Regions from separate parts of the Zea mays genome. Here region 2 is linked to region 1. A link is a contact called in public Hi-C data. All regions are on one chromosome and are shown on one strand. The core of a region is the stretch at or near the end of the contact, and the rest is flanking DNA. Distances in the headings are between cores, read along the strand shown.

The links. Hi-C and Micro-C count contacts between places; a contact is called where the count stands out from the background.
Region 2: a contact with region 1 is called in a Hi-C map of leaf mesophyll, with 1.7 times the contacts expected there. The contact joins the promoter of LOC100276408 here to the enhancer-like site in region 1. A contact is called at or near these places in 3 of 25 Hi-C or Micro-C datasets (ear, leaf mesophyll and root tip).

The regions. Positions count from the first base shown.
Region 1 is chr7:142,867,977-142,872,212 of Zm-B73-REFERENCE-NAM-5.0, reverse strand. No RefSeq gene overlaps it. Among protein-coding and RNA genes, the nearest start is that of LOC100285499, 19 kb to the right of the region's middle. Within about 2 kb of position 2,177, at least 18 of the 20 cell types and tissues checked have an H3K27ac peak or open chromatin away from gene starts, as enhancers often do. A contact at or near this core is called in ear and leaf mesophyll, where this site is marked.
Region 2 is chr7:142,977,970-142,982,067 of Zm-B73-REFERENCE-NAM-5.0, reverse strand. LOC100276408 reads right to left here and starts at 2,304. Exons shown (of 2, transcript NM_001150211.2): 1 at 1,867-2,304; 2 at 208-538. The coding sequence starts at 2,227. The coding sequence ends at 501.

The sequences.
Region 1 (4,236 bases), core at 928-3,427:
TACGTACTACTTCACTTGCATGCGACAAGGGGGGCGCACTGAATGAACGACACTACTAGATAGCGAACAAATAAATGCTAAAAGCTTACACGAAATATAATGCATGGAGAGATGTTTATATATGTACCCGTACTACTGCGTATACTGCACGGTTGTTTGTTGCAGACAACATATAGAAACAGTAGCAGTAGTATACTACACCGTACCTAGCCAATTTAAAGCAGCAGGCCATCAAGTTATGAAAAAGAAAACACTAGTGTTTCATATTGGGTCATCAGGCTATATGAACTGCATGCATGAGCATGACCATCTATCTATAGCCATGCGTATGAATCCCTTGTTGAGCACTACTAGTAAGTAGTAGGAGTACAGTAGAGCGGTAATTAACCAGCGTGAAATTTACCGAGCTTGTGTAACTTGTCGTGTAGGACTATGACCTCGGTATTATTGCTACCAACTGTAGCAGTAGTAACAGTAACAATCTGCGAGGAGTGGTTCAATAATCAGAAAAGTCATGCATGGGCATCCGCCAGCGTTAGCAGCTATGTAGTCTCTACTCCTACTCCTAGCTTAGCTGATGAAGGAAAGGAGGAGCTGCCGCCGCGACCGCGAATGATAGGACTACTACCCATGGAAGCACATGCACGCGCTGCAGCCTGCAGCGATGGCCGCCGATGGGAATGGGTGAGTGCCTGGGAGGAGGAGAGGGAAATGGAAACGCCCCCTGCTTCTGCTGCCTGCCGCCGCGGCGGAGTGGGGCAGCAACCCATCAGGGCTTGTTCGGTTCTACCCTAATCCATATGGATTGAGGGGGATTGAGGGGGTTTTAATCCCTAGTAAGTCAAAATCCCTCTCAATCCGTATCAATCCCCTTCAATCCATATGTATTGAAAATAACCGAACAAGCCCTCAATGGGCAGTTGGATTGCTTCCCACTGCGCAGGAGACAGACGGCTCCTGTTGGCCTTTATTGTGCCCGGCCCGGCCCATGGTTCTACTATGTTCTATAGTTAGAAGACTGATGGTGGAGTCCGGACCTCAGAGGGGAGCACCGGCGGGCGGACGGACGGAGCGTGCAGTGCAGGACTACGTCCACACCACAGCCGAACGAACTACTGTAACCGGCCGGGCGACGATGGTGATACTTGCTTGCGGTGAAGCTAGCGGTACCAGTCAGTACTCGCGTAACCCTAAACTGGAGAAGGATCACGACGTGACTGCCAAGTTTTCCTACTACACCTCCTCTGTTCCATTCCACGCACGCTACACCACACACACACACACACACACCCCCACGCCGTCTGTCCTCTGACGGTCTCTATCACGTCGCTGTCTAGCTAACGTACGCTCCACGGACGGTCCAGTCCAGTAATAACAATAACAACAAGGCAGTCTGGTCTGGCAGTCGTCGCTTCAAAGACCGACGGCTCGCTACCACGCTGTGTCGTGGCGTCGCCGTCGTCTGGCTAGGCAGCGGATCCGATCGCGCATCGCAGCTTCCATGCCTCCGCCGCTCGGCTCGGCGTCTTGCCCAAACAGTGCGCCCGACCGCGACGTACGGCTCGGCCCGGTCGCTGTCGGGGCCGCCGGAAAGCTAGCGACGGGCCCTGCCTGCGTCGTCGCCTCTCTCGCCCGCATGACCGTGTGGATCACCAACTGGTGCTGGTGGTTCTTGTCTTGCCCTGAGTTCGTATCGTTTCGTTTCGTTTCATTTCATCCACGGCTACTACTACACGCGAACGCAGTAGTAATGGATAGACAGGGACGTGGCCTGCTTCCTCGACCTCCAACTGCGCTGGGACTGGGACTGACTGCAGAGGTCTTAAAAAAAGGTACCGTAGAGCTCTTATTGAAGAAGAAAAATCTCTGCGAGATTTCTGTGGCCTTTTTGTCAACCTTGCGTTGCGTTAGCTCGCGGACAGCGACGGCGGCGTGGTTTTTTTATATTATTTTCTCCATTCTGTTGTGGATGCGACGGCAGCAAAATTCTCTCCTCTTCCGGACAGTCTCCAGACCAGACCTGAGAGACGGCCAGGGTTAAATAATAATAATAATCTGATTTGATCTCACCTTCCCGTGCCCCTTTTATCTGCTTGCTTCCCTTCCCTGTAGCGCGCGCGGGCCCTGATGAATACTAGTGTGGCCGCGCGCGCCTGCTGCTGGCACAGCAACAGCACACGCGACAAAGGGACGGCCATGGCCCATTTTACCCCAGCCGAGCCTGTCTGCCCCTGCGTGCGACTGCGAGGATGTAAACAATTTTTTTCCCCTACCACCACCAAGCCAAGCGTCACACCTCGGGTGCATGGCGTCATGCACACCTCGGGCAGACGAACGTTCCCGGCCACCCGTCTCCAATCTTGAGATAGCTTTTGCAGAAGTGCTCCTCTCGTTCTCGTACCGTCAAAAAAAAAGGCTACGAGGGTCAATCGCAGTCACTGTGCTAGGCTTTGACCTTGTGTAAGTCGTAGTTCGTGGTAAATGCGCGCCGGCACGCGTCATCAGTTCCGTGCCGGAGTTGGTCAGCATATTTAGCAAAACCAGGGAAACCGAAATCCAAATCACCTCCACCTAAAACGTGCCCACCAGGGCGCCTATGTCAGCATTACCGATGCTCATCTTTGATACCAAAGACAAATTATTGATCAGCTAAAAACTACGGGCTTCAATAGGAATGCTAATGGAACCTGAGCCCTAATGTTTCCATGAGGAATTCTCCTATTAATCATCACGAAGATCGAAATGGGGGAAAAAGTCCTCATTGAGCTCCTCGTTCCCTACATACCCATCCTGCGAAATTTCCTTGCTCTAAATTAGCCTCATGATATATTAAAATTCTACTAAAATTCAATACATAGCCTAGCATGAATAGCAAACAACCTAAAGTGCATGTCTCTTATAATTTTAAATGTTATTTGTTTAATATATATTAATGTTGATATAACCAATTTACATTTGTCTCCAAAATCTGAATTTCCTAATAGGGACGGATTCCCTGCAAGTATAAAATCCCTGCTAGGGACGGGATGGGAGAAACAGAAGTCCCCCGTGAGCTTTCGTGGTGATGGGACGCATACATGGAATTTTTCTTCTTGTGGGCATGGTGACATTAGATTTTTCTTCTCGCGAGGACGGGATGGAGAGCTATTTCCCGATAAAAAAAATTCACCACTACTATCCCTAGGCTTAAATAGATCATGATGACAACTTTCTCTTCGTGCTATTCTTCCCAAAACCCTCAATGTGAAGCGGAAGCCACTCGAAGGCGCCACGGGAGAAATCCTAAGATTATTTAACCTCCTTTCCTCCCTTGTCTGATGGGCCATGGCCTCCTCACCCTCGCCCAGATCCAACTTAGCTAGGAGATGGCAGCACACGCCCCATCTTGTAGCGGCCAAAAATCCAAGTGAGAGACACAACTCTTCCTCCTCGCTGACGCCTGAGCATACGACCTATTCAGAAGATGTTTTTTCAGATGCTACAACAACTATGGCTACATATCCCCCTCCCATTTCATAGTAGAAACAACAGTTGCGATAGTTGAAGTAAGCAGGGCCAAAGAGGTTGTTCCCATTGCTAATGGTGGTGGACGTTCCGTTCTTCAATCTTCACCTTGTTAGAAGTTGTAGGACCTTGTACACAAAATCTAACAATCGGATGTGATATAACATGTGTGTTATACTTTAAGTTTGGACGACAACGCCATTAGAGCGGTGTAGCTCCACACATAGATGACGAGGTAGAGAGCGGTGCAACATTGTTCGTATTGGCAAAATGGCCTAGTATTGGCCTGACTTGGCCAACCTACCCGGCTTCTCTCTCCCTCGCGTGTGCACTAGGCTACAACCTAGGCCACGAAATCTCCTTGTCACCTAGTTCAAAAGTAGTCTGATCATTATGTGCCCTCAAATCAAACCAGATGGTTAGCATCCGCTAGCATTCGTTCAAGCTAGGGTATAAAACTTGTATTTTTTATCAAGGGGAAACTTAATTTATTTGTTCTCCCCTAATGTAGCTCCCCCCTCTCTCTATGTCTTGAGCGCTTTCTCCTCGTCTTCTCACGATGAAGTCCTTGCACTACCTGTGGTGGCCCTCACTTATGTTCTCCCCTCATGCAGCGTCATGCAGTTGTGTTGTCTCTTGTCCTGGTCAACAACAATTGGGTAAGTTATTACCTCCCCTCTTACTCCTCTAGGTGTGCTCGGGATAGTTAGGGCTAGTTTGGGAATACCATTT
Region 2 (4,098 bases), core at 1,055-3,554, 110 kb before region 1:
GGACCTACCTATTCTGTTTTTTTTCTTATAAATATTCACTTATGGTCTAATTTCTCGTATTACAAAACTTTAAATATCAAAAATAATTTCTCGGAGGTTGCATCCACTCCTCTCAAAGTCCAAACATAAGCAAAGTCGGAGCATAACGGTAGATTCAGGTGAGACACCCAGTGGAACAGCAATACTGGAGAGACGACACAAGCTCACTGGTGGAACAGCGATACGGGACCTCTCGTTTTCTTTGCCAAGGAACAACGTTTCTGAAACAATTACAAGCTCCACGTGATGTTTAGACCAGATCATCTTTTCCGTATGTACAGACAAGTATCCTCCTAGCCCCACAGTATAAAACCATTTCCAAACTTGCTGCGGCGTTACATGGTAAAAAAGAAAAGGTTGTCCAGGAAGGAAAATATAGGCTGCCAAAGACAAAACAGTCTGCTCGAATTCCCCTGTTTCTATACACCTCCGTGGGAGCCCGGCTTTGTGATTGCCTTCATTCACATCGACATGAATGAAGGCTTGGGAAGTATATGCCCTGCAAGAAGTAGACAACACCAAAGGTCATATTTACAGTGTTGTGCTGGACACCCAAACAAGTGAAACATGTATAAATTCTCTGTACAATGACAACGACGTAGGACTGGCACTAAGGGAATAAAGATAATGTAAGTCCACCGACGTGGAGTGATTCTAGATGGTAGTACCAGTTCACGTAGGACTGGCACGGTTAGTCTATCTGCTTTGTACATAAAAGAAGAAGAAAAATAGACTATAGACTTATCACTTGCTTAAATATAATAATTTTTCTAGTCTAGAGATAGTCGAGGCCGGTGATGATACTGAGGTTAAATTGTACGCTTATGTCAGTCTTGTATCTCTAATATTCTGTCCACATTGGAATATATGGCAGCTTGATAGTGAAATGTTGAAAAGGAAATGGTACAGGACGAGCCCCACTTGTCTGCTGCTTTTCTGCTCTTTAGCTAAGAGTCCAGGAGAGCTCTTGTTCTGCAAAATCATGAATCCTACCTAATATTGCCTTCACTGAAAGCATTTTTTTTTCATAAGGAGCCATCCCTGTCTCCCGTGATCCCATCAGCATGAATGAATAAATATACGAAGGTTTTCTTTTCCCCCTTGATCTAGAATTTTGACTTGCACTAAGCAACCAGATAATAGAATTCCCATTTCACCTTTTTGACTTCACATGCATATTTCTTTACCTAAGCTAACTTACAGAACTACAGTTATCACAATCAACTACAGTTATCACAATCTTTCCGGATCTAACTTACAGAACTAGACGTCTAAACCACACTCAGAATGAACTCGCAATGGCTTGCAGCAACAGGCAGCGGCCATCACTTGCTGGACCACTTTTCCCCTCTGTTTCCATGGGTTGGGCGGTGCCGGGCACTTAAATCCTAAGCTAGTTTTGTTAGCCAAGCAATAGAAAATGTAAAAGTGAGGTATAACACTTCTCCAACTAATTCCTGGAGGCTTTTCACATCGTCTGGAAATCAAATAGCCACGTCTGATGCCCTCTTTAACTAAAATATCCAGAACTGTCTTATTCCTCACTTGCAGCAAGAACCTATTCCAGCTTCAACATCCACAGAAATTTCAAGCGCCCCCAAAAACTTAGTCCGGTGCTTCATCAAAATCTAAGCGAAGGATGCCAAATTTGGCGCAACTAGCCCCGATCCGAGTAAATGAAAACGACCGACTCTTGTGTTCAACAGGAATCACGTCGAATTCTTCACTGGGTTCGGATATTGAGCACCCCCTCAAATCATACAGTAAGGGAAGGGGGCAAGTGGGGTCGTTTCGTCCCCAAACATGTAAATCGGCGTGATCACGTACATGGGGAGGATGCTTCCTTGGGCGAGCACGCGGCGGAGGGCCAGAGGAGGATGGCCCTCCAGATCCCGGAGAGGTTGGTGACGAAGCCGACGAAGAGGAAGAGGAAGCCGAGCCCGACGACCCAGGGCATGAGGAAGAATCCGAGCATGAAGGTGACCGAGCCGCAGAGCATCAGCGCCATGGACGCGCCCAGCAGCATGGACGCCACCCCGGCAGGTGTCACCTGCCGCGGCAGCAGCGGCCGCGCCCCCGCCCCGTCGTCCGGCGACGCTCCGAGGACGGTCAGCAGGAGCGCGCAGAGCTCGTAGAGCAGCCGCGACTGGTGCGCGTCCGCCGCCGCAGCCGGCGCCGCTGGCCTCATCACGCCGTCCCTGGAGCCTCGGAGGGGATGAGATGGGATGGGGGTGGGGAGGCCGAAATGGTGGTTTGCTTCGCGTTGCTTTTTCTCTTTGCCTTGCGGCTTTTTTTAGTTGAGTGGGGGTTTGCACTTTCCTGCAGCGGAAAGGAAGACGCGAGGCGGAGCTGGAGACCAAGGATTGGAAGCATTGAAGGGAACATGGGCGCTGTTGCTGTTGAAATACTGCTGGGGCCACCAAGAGGATAATGCCGGACGTATTCTTTATTGGTTGGCTGATTTCGCGGTGACGTGGATAACTGTGCGGCTAGTTGGTTGCCTACTAGTCAAAGTTTTAACAATTCCGCGAATTCGGGTTGAATTTGAAAGAAAACCGTTCAATTCTAGCTGCTGCTCCAGGCTCCAGCTGATCTCGAAGTCGAAGTGGTGGAAAACAGAACAAGAATGTTGTTCGGGTGGTTTTAACTAGGGATCAAAAACAGAAACCGTAATTTTCGGTTACCAAGAATCGTTTTCGAAATTTTACCAAAATTTAGTGCTAAACGAAAACGTTTACCGAAAATATAGAAACGAAATCGGTAGAAAAATACGGAAACGGAAACGATTTGGGTCCGAAAATTACCATATTTATTCGATATTTTACCGTTGGTAACTAATTTGGTCATTTTTCAGAAAATATTAAATCTGAACTAATCTTTGTAAATGTATAGTAAATTCATTTTAGCTTAAAAATATGAATCTAATTTTATTAGTTTTCTAAAATCAAGAACTATCTAATGATATATATAGTTTAGAGTTGTTTATAACTTTTATTGATCTTGTTTATAGTTTCTTTCCGGTTATTACTCTTGATACATCTATACTATTCTATTTATATTAAGAACATAACGTGGCCACCTGGTGCTACAAGATCTTCACTGTGCAGCCAGCTACTGCGCTGCCCAACACTCGACCCCCATCCGCGTAAAAAATACTGCAAAGCGAGCACTCGAACCCACGCCCTCTACTCCAGAAATTTGGGACTAACCACCAGACCACATATAGCTTAGTGTTTACAATTATATTTGAATAAATATCTCAATACCTATTTATATGATATATATAACAATCGTAGCAAAGTACGGGCAACTAGCTGTCGGGGACCCCCAAGACTCCTAATCTCAGCTGGTAACCCCTATCAACACAAAGTTGCAAAGGCCTGATGGGCGTAATTCAGGTCAAGGCCTCGTCCACTCAAGAGACACGATCTCGCCTCGCCCGAGCCCAGCCTCGGGCAAAGACAGCCGACCCAGGAGGATTCACGCCTCGCCCGAGGGTCCCCTCAAGCAACGGGCACACCTTCGACTCGCCCTTGGCCCAGCTCGGGCAGGCTTCGCGGAGAAGCAACCTTGGCCAGATCACCACGCCAACCGACCGTATCGCAGAAGCATTCAATGCAAGGATCGCCTGACACCTTATCCTGACGCACGCTCCTCAGTCGACAAGGCCGAAGTGACCGCAGTCACTTCGCCGCTCCACTGACTGACCTGACAGGAAAACAACGTCGTCTGCCCTGCTCCGACTGCTGTGCCACTCGCCAGAGTGAGGCCGACAGCAGCTAAGTCTAGCCTCGGGCGCCATAGGAAGCTCCGCCTCGCCCGACCCTAGGGCTCGGCCCCCGCCTCGACCTCGGAAGACGGTCTCCGCCTCGCCCGACCCCAGGGCTCGGACTCGACCTCGACTCCGGAAGACGGTCTCCGCCTCGCCCGACCCCAGGGCTCGGACTCAACCTCGACCTCGGACGATGGTCTCCGCCTCGCCCGACCCCAGGGCTCGGACTCAACCTCGACCTCGGACGACGGTCTCCGCCTCGCCCGACCCCAGGGCTCGGACTCAGC